Linked DNA regions of Anas platyrhynchos: region 1 is linked to region 2. The links are chromatin contacts, called in public Hi-C maps. All regions are on one chromosome and are shown on one strand. The core of a region is the stretch at or near the end of the contact, and the rest is flanking DNA. Distances in the headings are between cores, read along the strand shown.

Region 1 (7,350 bases), core at 1,374-3,873, 83 kb after region 2:
GCACAGAGATGTTAAATTCAAATACATGCAGCTACACAGTGCTGTAGTATCCTGGAAGAAACTAGCTGGATACTTTATTCATTTTTTCTATTTCATTCATTTATCTAATGAGTCAACTCCTTATCTGCGTGGCAGAGGCGGCGGGTAGATCATGGAAGCTGAGAAGGAGGAAGGAATGGGAGGAAGATACGAAGGCAGTGGCAAGAAAATGTTAGGATTTTTCTTTCTAAGTAAGAGATAGGTGTGACAGTCACTATCTGGATAATTTGGAATGCAAGTAGATGCAGATTTATCCCACCGAACATGACTTCAGCTAGAAATAGTCTTCCGCAACTCCCACTTAAGCCATGGGAGAACAAAAGTTTTCTTCTCCCTGTGAGGCACTTACCTCTGGAACATACCTGGCGCTGCGTGAACTCAAAGCAGCCTGGAAGAACTGTGCTTCTGACACAGGTTTCTTCACTGAGCACCAAATACTGGGCAAGATGATCCAGCTTTTGTCTTAGTCTTCTCCCCAAGGATTAAACGTAAAGGGCATTTTGTGTTTGGAAAATACCTCAGATTAATTTTATTATGTGATAAATGATTTTATGATAAATTTCTAATCGTGACTGTGGATCTCTGCTGTCAATAGATGCTCCTGAATGCCCACAGCATGGTGCACCAGCTGCATAGGCAAGGTCTAGAAGACAGCCCCCCTGTTCTTATTTACCTGAGGGTTCCTGACATCGTTCCAGCTGTTAGACTTTTTCCCCTGAGTGATCTGTGCAGTCTCAGTTTCATCCTGTGTGCGAGGATTAGGGATCTGCTGTTAATTCCTAGGTGGATCTTTGCGGTAGGTGTCTGTGTCCTTCCAGCATCCTCATGCCTGGATTCTCTAAACGAAGCAAATCTTCCTGATGTCTTTCTTCATTCAGTGGGTAGCCAATACACTGATAAAATCAAAAGCAAGCTGTCACAATTCCCTAACTGGACTCTAAAAACTTCTGTAGGGACTTGCTGGTGGCATTCATTTCCATTTAAAAATGCTGGCCGTCATCTCCCACTGCGCTGCCAGCTTCCACCCCGTCTGCAGGTTTCCCTGATGCTGAGAAACTTCAGCCTCTGGCCTAAAGTTTTTTTTTTTTTACTTTTCTGAAAATAAAGTATCCATTGCTGGCTCCCACTGCGACCCCATTGCTCGCAGGGCAGCTGTGCTTCCTAAAAAACCATGCAAATGCCAACAGGTTGAATAGGCACGCCGTCCCCGTGCCGCAGAAGTTGGCTGTTAATTAATCTCCACTGGGTGTTCGCTGCTTTATTTTCTGTCAGAGCATCTCAGATTTTCTGTAATTTCTCCTCTGGTTTCTAAACGTTGAGGTTATTTTCAGAAGTGAGAAAAAAACGTTGCTGCTGCTGTCTCGGCAGCTCTGGTTAAAATGAAGTCCTAGGTGCCTACATTGCTGGTTAATAGTATTAAAAATACTCTTCTCCGAGGGAATCGAAGTCTTTTTTAGGGAAATAACAAATAAATAAGGGTATTTTTCGTACCCAACGGTAAGTGCAAACAGCAAGTGGAATCCCTGCTACAGAATATATTCCATGTTGCATGGGAAGTTGCTGCCATCTTTATTTTGAGACTATGATCTCCCAAAGCGAGCTGTTCCTGAATGCAAACTGCTGTTACGTTAGGGAAGCCCGGCTTTGTTTGTTTCTCTTTTTAATGAAAAGTAACAATTTGCATTAGTGGGCAAATCTGTTGTCATCTACCCAGATGAAAATACAGAGCGCTCCCTGGAAACGTTGCGGTAATTCCAGATTTGGGCGTAATGGCTGAGAACAAAACCTGCTTTTTATGTCAGCAATCAAATATTTATAAGAAACGGAGCCAGTGGTCTAATAGGAACTGTATTTTTTCAAAATACCGTATACTGGTTGCAGTTTTTTCTTACCTTTCAGCTTTAAGTATTGGTTATGCTCAGTCTGTTTGGGGTTTTCTTTTGCCGAAAGTTTCAGGAGGGTTTTCAGAGCTTGGAAGTTAATGCCTCTTTCAAAAATGCTTTTATCTCATAATTCTACAACAGCATTTCATTTTTTATGTAAAATAGAGGATGTGTAACAGAGCAGAGGCTGCCTTAACCATACAAACAGATTACCCACAGATTAATTTATGTATTATGATTACGTGTATACAAATACATAGAAACTTTCTGTGAGAAGCAGTTACAGGTCCCTGATCAGTGCTCACCAGGTTCTAACGTGTGGTTTTTGGCACTGCGGAGGAATGTGGAGGTGAGAGGCTTCTCGTGATGCTGTAGCATCAGGCTGAGCCTGCCTGAAGATGCAGGTGGGCCCTGGTGCCTGGGGAAGAAGGGATCCCACGGGAGGAACCATCGTGTCCTCTGGGCACGCTGCTTGCTCTCCAGATAGGTGAAGAAGAGCAGGATTATCCCTCGTGCTCCTCCCATCCCACCTGGAGCCTTGGCTCCCAGCTGCAGATCAGCTCTCTCAGCACAGTAACTGCATTTTGCTCTACTTCACCTGCCTAAGTGCATTTTTATTCATTTTTCACTCTCACGAAGCCGTCTGCATGGTGAGGAGTGGAGCTTAACCTTGAATCCGAGTGCCTTTCTCCCTCCCACACTCTGCCATCTCCTGAAGTATCTGGTGGTGGCACCAACAGCTAGCTCACACGCACACACGGGGATGGCAAACAAAGCCGGGGAGATGCAAGCAAACACAGCTACACATCCCCGACATCAACAGCGTCTTCACCTGCTCTCATCACCTCTTAAAAAACACTCTGGGCAACAGCACCCTCCTTGCTGCTGTAGTGAGCACATCTGTTTGAGTGACCTGGCTGCCAAATAATGACAGTGCTCTACATCAGGTTGCGCTTGGAAAGGTGTGCAGGGAGAAATCGATCTCCTGCTGCCACCTGCTGGGCTTTGCACGCTCAAAGACTGAAATCATCCCGGCAGTGAACACCCTCGTCTCCATTTGTGGCCACCTTGGTTGAAGAAATACCCTAAGAAATGAGAAGTGCATCCCATCAGGTGTATATATCATCCTGCTGGACAAAGTGGTCTCATTTGGATAGCCCTCGATGCTCTGGGACACGTTTTTAAGGATCATTTTGCTACGTGCATCTAAACATCATTGTTAGTGTGGGATCAGGATGGTTTGGGCTTCCTAAATTTTCATATGTAACACAAGTGAGAGTAACAATCCCCTTCTCTAAAAGCCACTTTGATTTTTAAAGCGTATTTTTACTCATTTCCCAGTTTTTCCATTTGGCAAAGCACAAGCAGAGTGTAAAGAAGAGCCCGGGCGATTCTTTTTTGGGGTCATCAGCAAAGCTTTACCGTGTTACAGCTCGGAGTAGGTGCAGCCACAGAAAGCAGAAGGGTGCCCGTAACTCCTGCTCAGTGTAAGCACTCGCGGAGGATTAAATTGTTCAGACGAAAGCAATTATGAATTCAACGTGGAGATGCTTAAACCGTGGCCTGCGGTTGCCATGGCGATCAGCCCAAGTCAGCGCTGATTAATATTTAAACAAACAAGCAGGCAAATGGCTCTTGAAAAAAACTGCAGCAAATTGCTGGTGTTTAATACAAGGAGCTGGGAGCTGTCTGGTGTCAAAGTTCATACTACTGGTTATCAGACCTCTGCTTTTTTTTTTTTTTCCCCCTAATTTCCCTTAATGTTTGAATTTCCCTTCCTAGTCTTAATATTTGAGTGTATTAGGAAATGCTCTGGCACCTACTCAACCCTCCTCTAAAAACAAGGCAGCAGTAAAACGCCTCAAGCTTTGCAAAGCAGTACAAAACCCAACAGCTTGGGGCTTGGGTGGGATCAGAAGAAGACAGGGTTTTGAGATACCGAAAATCCCAGTGCAAGCGAGCTGATTCCTCTACCGAAAAGCCAAGAGCTCTTAGCTGGGCTTGTGAAATCCCAGCAGGATTCTCCCTGCCCTCTGTGGGAGACGGGAGCCTGGGTGAGATCTTTGAGCACCTGGTTGGGTGGCATCTTGAAATGTCTTGAAATATCCGGTGGTGTTCATTTCACAGTCACAGAATCACCAAGGTTGGAAGAGACCCCCAAGATCATCGAGTCCAACCTCTGACCTAACACTAACAGTCCCCACTAAACCATATCCCTAAGCTCTACATCTAAACGTCTTTTAAAGACCTCCAGGGATGGTGACTCCACCACCTCCCTGGGCAGCCTGTTCCAGTGCCTAACAACCCTTTCGGTAAAGAAGTTCTTCCAAATATCCAACCTAAAACTCCTCTGGCACAACTTTAGCCCATTCCCCCTCGTCCTGTCACCAGGCACGTGGGAAAACAGGCCAACCCCCACCTCGCTACAGCCTCCTTTAATTTCAGTGGGGTCCTCATCAAAGCAGTGCTGCTCAACCATGTAAAGAAAGGTGGTTTTGCTGTCTGTCGGGTTATTTCCTAATTGGTCGTGCTAACGAAGTAAGCGTGCCTTTATAGCTTGTTCATAACTTGGGTTTTGTTTCCTTTCAGATATACTTGAAAGAAATCCTCCGAGAAATAGGCATCTACAACGTGAAGGGGACCCACAAAAACACGTGGGAGCTGAAGCCGGAATACAGACATTACCAAGTGGAAGACAAGAGCGATTAACAAAACCCCTACGAAGCAGAAGAGGACTACAGAGGAGAGTGACCGCACCGAGGGAGCTGCTGTGGGTTTCCAGACAGAACTGAGCACAGCCCAACTGTGCAAGGCTAAATTAAAATCCAAACAACCAATCCTTTGTAATTTTCCGTAGCCTCGTTTGTTTTTCAGAGGAATATTTCTTGTAAGTTTCTATAAATGTTTGTCTTTGGACAAAAAAAAATATTTATAGAATAAACTTGTATTAGATTTATCTTTATTAGAAATCTGGTGAGTTCAGATCTTGCTTTTTCTGGATAGCTTCGTGCTTTTTCTAAGCCTCAATAACTCAGGAGGAAAACGTGTCCTGGAGGAAGCTGTAACTCTGTGTTTGTTGCCTTCCTGTAGAGCCGAGTTCCTGCTCTTTGCTTCTGCTGGGATCCGCCGGGGCTTTAGCTGCAAGGCTGCAGAGATGCTCAGTGCTTTGTGTAACGTTTGGCTGTGCTCTTTTTGGGAGAAACAGCCCAGCCGTGGTGCTCAGCACAGGCCTCAGGCTTCGTGGGAACAAATAAATAAATAAAAAAAAATAAGGAAAGGCGGTTTGTGGGGGAAAGAAGACAATCCCTTCTGGGTGGCTACTGGGGAAAAAAAAAGGCAATGTCTGTCTACTAACTACATCAAGGAACAGATCTATCTTTTTTTTTTTTAATTATTAATATTATTTTATCTATGTTTCATGCTTCAGCACACCAATAAAAGCATTATTTTAATTTGTACCCAGCACTGATCTGCCTTATTGACTGAGATTTTGATATTTAGGTATGAATTTCAAATCAAACGTATTTAGCGGTGGCTTTGTCACAGGGTTTCTGTGTTTTTTGGGGAAGATTTCTTAAGGTATCCACATCCCCAGTCCCCCATTTCTGAAGTGCACATTGCACTTGCAAAAAAATGAATTGTGCATTCAGCATCCTGTAGGGGTGGAGCAGGGAGGGAGGTGGCAAAGGACTGCTGGGTTGTGATCTCAAAGCTCGTGTGTTAGAAAACAGAGCAAAGAAAAACGGAACAGAAAACACCTCATTGGTGTGCCTGTAAATGAAACAGGTGAGGTTTTGTAGCGTGGCTGTCACTTCCCTCCGGTCCTTCAGACATGTGCATCATTTCTGCACATGGTAATAAAATAATTGGGCTATTGGAAAAGCCAACACACCACTACTGCACTTGGGAGGAATAAAAGCTTGGGAGGGGGGTCCAGTGCCCTAGGAGCTTTGTAAAACAAGTGCCCTGCTCTCTGTGCGCGTCACACGTTGTGGTTTCACTCAGATCATGTTTTTCAGAGCTGTTCGTCTCAGTCCCTGCCTGCTGATGCTTCCTGCTGGCGCCCAGCCTTCTGTCCAGGCTTTAGGAACAGCTGAGCGTGTCCAACAGACCCGGAGTGATCCTGCAGATCCTGCCAGTGCCACGAGCAGGAGGCCCCAGCCCGCCGGCTGCGGCGGAAGATATTTGAAAGCTGTGAAAAGGAGCCCAGGAAGCCGGCGGTCACGGTATGGCGTGTGCTCCCCGGGCCTCCTCCAGTCCCCTGCAGGGATATTTATATCTATTTATATCTATTTATGCTAATATTTAGAGTTTGGGGCAACCTGGTTTGGAGCCAGCAGGTGAGAATGAGCCCAAACCTGCTGGGTCTGCACCATGCCAGCCAGGGGGGGAGGGGACCACGGAGCCACCCCCAGGGCGCAGGCAGGCGGCGGTGAACCCCCAGGAGCAAATTTCCAGGAGGTTTCTGAATGTGACAACTGAAAAAAAAAAAAAAAAAAAAGCAAGGGTACAGAGGTGGAGAGGTCAACGGGAGGTATCTCACCCACCCCAGGCAGTCAGCAGCCACACAGAGCCAAGGTGGTGTGAGGGAGGCTTTTCCCAAGCGCATCGCTGCACGCAGGCTGGAGAGATGCATTAAAAACGGAAAAAATGACCCAAAAAGTGGATTTGGGATGCGAGCTATCAAAACCCAGGTGGGGAGGTGCAGCTGTGAAGAGGAGGAACAGGCAGGGAAGGGAAAAGCCAAGGAGAGCCTCAGGCACACCCAGCACAGGATTTTCTTCTGCCAGCCGTGACACGCCACGTGGTCAAGCACAGAAGTAGGAAATGATGAAGGAGGGAGGGAGGCTGCTGGCTTTTTTTTTTTTCTTTTTATAACCTGTCAGCTGGCTCCAGGCTGGTGAAGGCGTGTGGGGCTGAAACCTGAGCTGCCAGGGCAAAGATCGCTCCTGGAGCCTCTTCACCCGCTCCGGGGGTTTGGACTCTTCCCATGGCAGAGCCCTGCAGCTGCAGAAATGCTTTCCTGAGGAATGCAGGATACCAGGCTGATAAGTGCGTGTTTAAAACAGGAAAACAAGCCGCAGCTGCTGCCGGGCTGTCCTTCAGCTCGGTCTTTCACTATCAGGGTTGTTTGTTGTGAATGGGGACTCGTCGCAAACCCTGGCCTTGCCCTGCCCCTGCCCAGTTCCCAGTCACAGCACTTCCACACCACCTTAATTGGTAATTAACCAAGCAAGTGCTCACTCCCCCAGCCTTTAAGGAACTCCTTTTTTCACTGGTGTGATCTTTCCTTTTTCCTCACCTGGTAAACAAAGTCCTTTGTTGGTAGAGCAAGGACCGCCTCACTGATTTTTATTTTTATCCCACATTTTGAGCATAACTCCCCTTGGCTGAGGGCAGGGGAGCGTTAATCCCGGCTGCTCGGGTT
Region 2 (6,611 bases), core at 2,197-4,696:
CTGACTTTGAACAGGACTGGATGTGAAGAATCTCTGGGGATGCCAGGGGTTATACAAAAAGCTCATGGGTGCCTGTGAGCTGAAAGCAGCACAGATCTGGGGAGAGGCAGAACCAGACAAAAGGCAGAAAGGGGCGATGCTGCAGTGCCTTGGAAGCAAAGCTAAGGAGCTGACATCTACAAAAGTGAAATGATGCAGCCTGAGGGTGGGTGATAGAGCAACAGGAGCAGGATGCTAACAAGGCTGGACGCTCTGGATGCACAGAGCTTTACTTGGGAACACGAGGTGGCAGCAAAGAAGTTTTAGTTCAAGCTTAATGCTTATGGCTGCTCACGGACAGCACCTCACTGCTGTTGAGGGCTTTGAGCTAAGGAAGTCAGAGGATAGCAGGTGTGAAATCACTCCTGTGGGCACCTTTTGCTACCCTGCTGTGCTGTGATGACACTGCTCCGAGCTAGCCAAGCCAGTCAGCTCCATCTGCCTGCAGCAGTCAGCAGCTGTGAAAAGAGCAGAGAAGGCAAGCCTGCAGGTAGCAAGAGACACAGCCACGTATGGACCCCAAGGTGCAAGAAGAGGCATTAAAAAATTCAAATGCCTTTATGACCAGCTGCACCAAAAGGTTCTGAAAGGCCGAGGATGGAAGAAATAACCAGGCATTTATGAACACGACCAAGGCGAGTAGCTAACACCGATTTCTCCTGTAAGCTTTCTCCAAAGGATTTACAAAGCCAAATTTTCCCTAGCTAACTACCACTGCAATAGCACTTTTAGAGACTGTGGACCCTGCATTTCCTCTATTTTCTAAAGAAGGAGCTGGTGGAGAAGGGGAATAACTACCTTGAAAAGCCAAGCTAATAAAACAGTTCCCTCTCTGTATACAAACAAACGGAAAACTACAGAGATATAAAGCTTTCATAATAAATTGTGTTGTAAAGTAGTTAAGGATGAAAGACACTCCATGCTGGGTTTTAATTGAGGAACCATGTCTCATTTCCCTTCTTGTTAGTCTCAAGTTCAATTCACTCCATTATCACCTGCTGCAAATGAGATGCAATTAAACATTAAAAAATACAGCCCCATGTTTGAAGGGGAAATCAATACGAAGTCAAGAGTCAGCAGGGAATATGCTGTCTCTAAAGGTGTACTGAAATACAAAATAGTGAAATAAGATTAAAACAAAATACAAAATTAATCATCATAGTCAAAGGTTAGAAAAATAAAATAATACATTATCAAGAAGAGGAAACAACAGTATCATAAACTAAGTTGTCTGCAGCAAAGCTGATACTTGATCTGTTCAGGGAAAAAAAGGCTTTTCTGTTGTTTGTAAAATACAGGAGCAGACCAGTTTTGACATCCCTACCTCAAGAGATCTGTCATGATGATAAATTGCTTAATCGTTATTTGGAGATACAAGATGATGTGTATCTTAGAAGTGTCAGACAATCATTCTTCATGATAGATTATGACAACTCTCACTGTAGGAGGCTGGTGAATGACACACATCACAGATACAAATCAAAATTGAACTTTCAGAGCAGCCCTTGTCCCATTCCTTCCTCGTATGTCCTGTAGTGTCTGGGGGTTAAACCCAAACATTTTCAGTATCTTAGAAATAAACAGAATAGCAGTTCAAATATAAATTAATTGTCAAAAGCTTGCTTACGAGGTGCTGCTCAAGAAGGTTGTGGGTTTCTCTGAGGTGCCACTTGCCATCTGCCAGCCCTCTGCAGGTGATACAGATCCCTCAGAATGGTACCAGGGGCCCTGCTTTAGGAAGCTGAGGCCAAACGCACGCTGCTCTTTCTCCAACACCAAGGCCAAATTTGCTCCTTCTGGTCTCTCACTGCCCTTTAAGGCACAGCATCAGCAAACTGCTGTCAACTTCAGTTTGCTTTCCCTTGGAGGAGGGAAGAGAAGAAAGGTTTTGTGATGCCTTTTAACGTCACCGATTCACTTTTGGACAGCAACTCAGCAAGTAGTGTGATAATTAAGCTACCTCCAGGAACACACAAAGGTGAGAATTTATTTCCAATGGTGAGCACAGCTCAAAACAGACTACAAACTGTGCCTGCTGTACTGGAAAGAGCTCTTTAATAATCTGCCATCATATTCCTCAAAGCTTATGAAAACCCAAACAATTATCACCTGCCGAAATATCCAGGTGACAGAATCCTCACAATACATCAGGCAGAGGCTGGACTTAGGATGATCTCCACTCTCTGAGCTTTTGGGCAATCAAACGTAACGTGATGTGAACTGAATTACTCTCATTATGGCCTCTGAGTTGAAGGACAACCTGACCAGTGCAGCCCCGCTGTAGCAATGTTATGACCAGGACCTGAGAGGGGGAAATCAAAATCCAGCCACAAGCACGAACATGAGCTCAGGCCATGGCAAGGGCAGCGGTGAACCCCCCAAACCAAGAGGGGGGGTTCAAGAAAAGCTCTAGCTTACCATGAATTAAGCTCTCCTTTAATACACCTGGGATTTCACAGATGCAAAGGACGCTTTCATGGTGTTGGGCACCAAGTCCTTACTGAGGCAAGCAAGAAGATGGGTGTTGCGGCATCCTCCTGATGGCTCACATACACATTTTAAGATCACCTTTACTCTTCACCTTCATGCATAAATACTTCTCGAAAATTTACAAGTACTGGACTTCTGCATAACATCGATAAACAACAACATCCCTTCTAAAGGGGAAGGAAATCTGTTCATCTATGTTTATATTTTACACTGGAACGATTCAAATACTTTTGAAAAGCCACAAATTGCCACTCAAGCTGCTCTTAAATTGGGAATGCTTGCTTTGTCAGGTCTGGAAAAGGTAACACGGAACAACAGCTTTTCTACAAGAACGGCACACAGAGCTAAGAAAAAGGATGCCCGCACATAACAAGGCACAGCCTGGTGCCTGTAACTTCCCTGCCGGCTGGGAAAGGAGCTGTCCCGGAAAGAAAAGGCGGCTCAGCACGCAAAACCCCGAGCTTATAGGAAACCCCTGGCTGCTGTTACAACCCCCCCGCTGTCAAATAAAGCGCTCACCTTGCCGAGCCACACACCGGTGCTGTGCCTGGCCCCGCTCAGGTCCAGCTCTCGCCCCTCTCGCCCCATGGCACGGCCCCGGCCGATGGCGGACACGGGGCTGGAGGCTCCGAGCTCCCGCCCCGGGGACGCCCAAAATGGCGGCCGGGGGAGGGGAAAGAGAGAATAGGGTCTGGGAGATTGCCTGGTGCTCTGAGGGAGCCTCCTGCCTGCCCCTTGGTGCCCACTGCCCCTGGCCTGGCGCTGGGCACCCCTGAACAGAGCCTTCTCCAACAAGTCACAAGCCAGCTCCTCATGCTGCCTTTGCTTTTGCATGCCACTTTTCACCTGCAATTACCAGCCCTAGGGAAGGGATGTGGCATTGACAAGAGCAACCCAGCCATAACAACACACTGCTGGCCATCTTACATGGGCCAGAAAAATTCCTTCCCTCCTCTATCTGGTTTTTAAGTGGTGGTGGGTGTGACCTGAGCATACCAACAGAACTGAAACAGGAGGCAGGGAGACAACTTTGTCGCTAACTTGCTGCCTGTTCTAGAGGAAAATGATATTGCTGAGCTCCTCATTTGTGCCAGACCCATCCCCAAGCTGCCTTACAGCAGGGCAGGGAGCAATATGTCAGCTGGGAAGTGCCCAGAGAGGATTTGGGTGCAGAGTTTTGTGGAGTTACACTGGAGGAGAGAGTGAGGTCACGGCTGCCCCCATATTGCCTTGGCTATCCGGCCATGCCTCTGGGCCTCCCTTAGAGGGAGTGCCCCCAGGCCATCCTTAGAGCCCCCAGGAAAAAAACTGCACTATCACCAGCACAGAGCATCAGCGGGGCATGCTGCATCCAGAAATTACATCTTTGTATTGCAGGAGACACTCTGGAGTGACTGTTGTCTTAATGAAATCTGTTAATGAAATCTTAATGAAATCTGTTTTTAGTGGCAGCTGACTAACTGTATAGATTAAGCCACCCTCCCAGATGAATTCTACAGACACGTATAGTTCTAACATAAAACTAAACCAACCCCAAATATATGAAACATAATTAATCCTTATCAGAGTATTTCCATGTTAGCTGCTGTCCCTTCAGGCATACAAAAAGCATTGCCCTTCTTGGTTAGCTAGGTGCTTGCCTGCAATTCAAAAGACAGACTGCCCTACCTGAGATGTCCTACTGAGCCTGCTTTCAAGCCATGTGAGCAATGCCTTGCATAACGAGCCAGGGTTATGCTTTGCTTGGTGCTAGTGTAGTCTCAGAGGGAATATGGCCTTCGCTGTTGTGCACCACACTTCAAGGAAGACGTGAACCCACACGGCAGAGAATTCAGAGAGCAATAGGCGTGACCAGAGGTCTAGTAAACGGGAGCTGAGAGACCAAATTGGATGACCTGAGGTGGCTGAGTACACTGGCGACAAAGCAAAGGGATCTGTCTCAGTAAAGGGATAAAGTGAAACTGCAGAGCTGAAGGTAATCAAATGCTTTCCACGTCCACAGTGAACAGCAAAGAAATAATGAGCTCCAAGTGCAACAGGGGAAGCTTAGTCTAGACATGGAGAAAAGCTCCCAGTGCTTGCGAACAAGTCATACAGTAGGGCCCAAAGGGCTGTACAGAGGGGATCTGAGTGCAGCAGCCCTTCTCAGAGCAGAACCAGCCGCACAAAAGCCAGAAACGTTCAGTGCCTGAGACTGTGTCCCCCCTGGAGCAGCCAGATCCAGTGCTTCACGTCCTTAATAGGAGTAAGCGCCCTTTTCTGCAAGCCAAGCTGAATTCTCCACTTTCTTTCCAAGGGGAACCTGGAGAACCCATTTCCCTCTTCCCTTTTCCCCTGCACACATACACATGTGAAAGCTATAAGCATATTCCTGATCCCCTCTTCCCCACTGCCCTTATGCTGGGGAGTCCTATGAGGAAGAATTTGGTTTCACTGCTGGCTAGAGCTCCTGGTGTCCCTCTGCCTCCTGGACAGAGGAACTGGAAGTCATGGAAGGGAACATGCACAGCATTTCCATTCCCTGTCTGGTTGTTTTTTGAGGTTGTTGTTATCCACTGCTATTGTTCCATGTGGCACCAGTGATACTGCCAGGAGCGGTCTGAGGAGTATCCCTGAGTTTCATCAGCGACCCAACTTAAATGTCTCTATGGTAATGCACGTAGCATGGGGAATAACCAAGAGGAGTTAGAGATCTGCTTGGTAGAGCACTATGGGGACAAAGCCCTGGAGGGAAGAAGGACCCAAGAAAGCTGGTTAATATTCAAGGAACACCTCCTCCAAGCTCAGGAACAATGCATCCCAACAAAGAGGAAGCTGGGGAAGAATGCCACATGGCCTGCATGGAGGCCTGCATGGATGGACAAGGAGCTCCTGGCCAAACACAAGTAGAAAATGGAAGCTTACAGAGGGTGGAAACAAGACAGATCCTCCTGGAAACTCTGAATGGATTGAGAGCAGCTTGGAGGAGAAGGACCAGGAGGTGTTGGTTGTTGAGAAGCTTGACACGAGCCAGCAGTGTGTGCTTGCAGCCCAGAAAGCCAACTATATCCTGGCCTGCACCAAAAATGGTGTGGCCAGCAGGGGGAGGGTGTGATTGTCCCCCTCTGCTCTGCTCTTGTTGAGACCCCCCCTGGAGTGCTGCCTTCAGCTCTGGGGCCTCCATTATAAGAAGGACAAGGACCTACTAGAACAAGTCCAGAGGAGGGCCATGAAGATGATCAAGGGGATAGAACACCTCTCCTATGAAGACAAGATGAGAGAATTGGGGTTGTTCAGTGTGGAGAAGGCTCTGGGGAAACTTCATAGTGGCCTTATATTGCCTGAAGGGGGCCTGCAGGAAAGCTGGGGAAGGAATCTGTCAGGGAGTGGAGGGGTAGGACAAGGGGGAATGGATTAAAACTAAAGGAGGGGAGATTTGGATTAGATGTTAGGAGGAGATTCTTAACTGTGCGGATGGTGAGGCCCTGGCACAGGCTGCCCAGAGAAGCTGTGGCTGCCCCATCCCTGGAGGTGCTCAAGGCCAGGCTGGATGGGGCTTTGGGCAACCTGGCCTGGTAGGAGGTGTCCCTGCCCATGGCAGGGGGGTGGAACTGGTGGGCTTTGAGGTCCCTTCCAACCCCAACCATTCTGTGTTTCTGCAATACCCATGGGGCCAACCACCCTCCCACGTCCTGAAATGATGCGAGTACGATGCTATTTTGTATTTAATCAGCACTCTCGGGGACGTGAATTCTCTCTGTGGTGTTTCCCCTAACCCCTCCCCCCCGGCCGCCATTTTGGGCGTCCCCGGGGCGGGCTCCCGCAGCCTCCACCCCCGTCCCCTCCGCTGGCGGCCGGGGCCGTTTGTCCGCCTTGGGCCGCCGTCGGTGCTCGGGGGCCGGGGGAGGGCAGCGGGAGGAGCCGGGGCAGGAGCGGGGCCGGTGGGGGCCGGTGGCGGCCGAGCCATGAGCGAGAAGGGCGAGCTGGACCTGAGCGGGGCCAAGCACAACACCGGCATGTGGCTCGTCAAGGTGAGCGGGGCGCGGGCCCGGGAGCCGCTCGGTGCCATCTTAGGGCTGGAGGCGGCTCCTCAGCCTCCTGGG

Evidence for each region. A called contact is a pair of places that touch in the nucleus more often than the background predicts.
Region 1: a contact with region 2 is called in a Hi-C map of skeletal muscle, with 4 times the contacts expected there. The contact joins the enhancer-like site here to the promoter of LOC101800907 in region 2. A contact is called at or near these places in 6 of 8 Hi-C or Micro-C datasets (F1 follicle, F5 follicle, liver and 2 more).

What each region holds. Positions count from the first base shown.
Region 1 is chr1:177,162,193-177,169,542 of IASCAAS_PekinDuck_T2T, forward strand. GTF2F2 (general transcription factor IIF subunit 2) reads left to right here. Exons shown (of 9, transcript XM_027471966.3): 9 at 4,512-5,385. The coding sequence ends at 4,631. Among named protein-coding and RNA genes, the nearest start is that of TPT1, 8.0 kb to the right of the region's middle. Within about 2 kb of position 2,624, at least 1 of the 8 cell types and tissues checked has an H3K27ac peak or open chromatin away from gene starts, as enhancers often do.
Region 2 is chr1:177,078,547-177,085,157 of IASCAAS_PekinDuck_T2T, forward strand. It overlaps LOC101800907, which reads right to left and starts at 3,447. Exons shown (of 7, transcript XR_003501308.3): 1 at 3,049-3,447; 2 at 1,667-1,900; 3 at 1,364-1,578. It overlaps GTF2F2 (general transcription factor IIF subunit 2), which reads left to right and starts at 6,330. Exons shown (of 9, transcript XM_027471966.3): 1 at 6,330-6,539. The coding sequence starts at 6,474.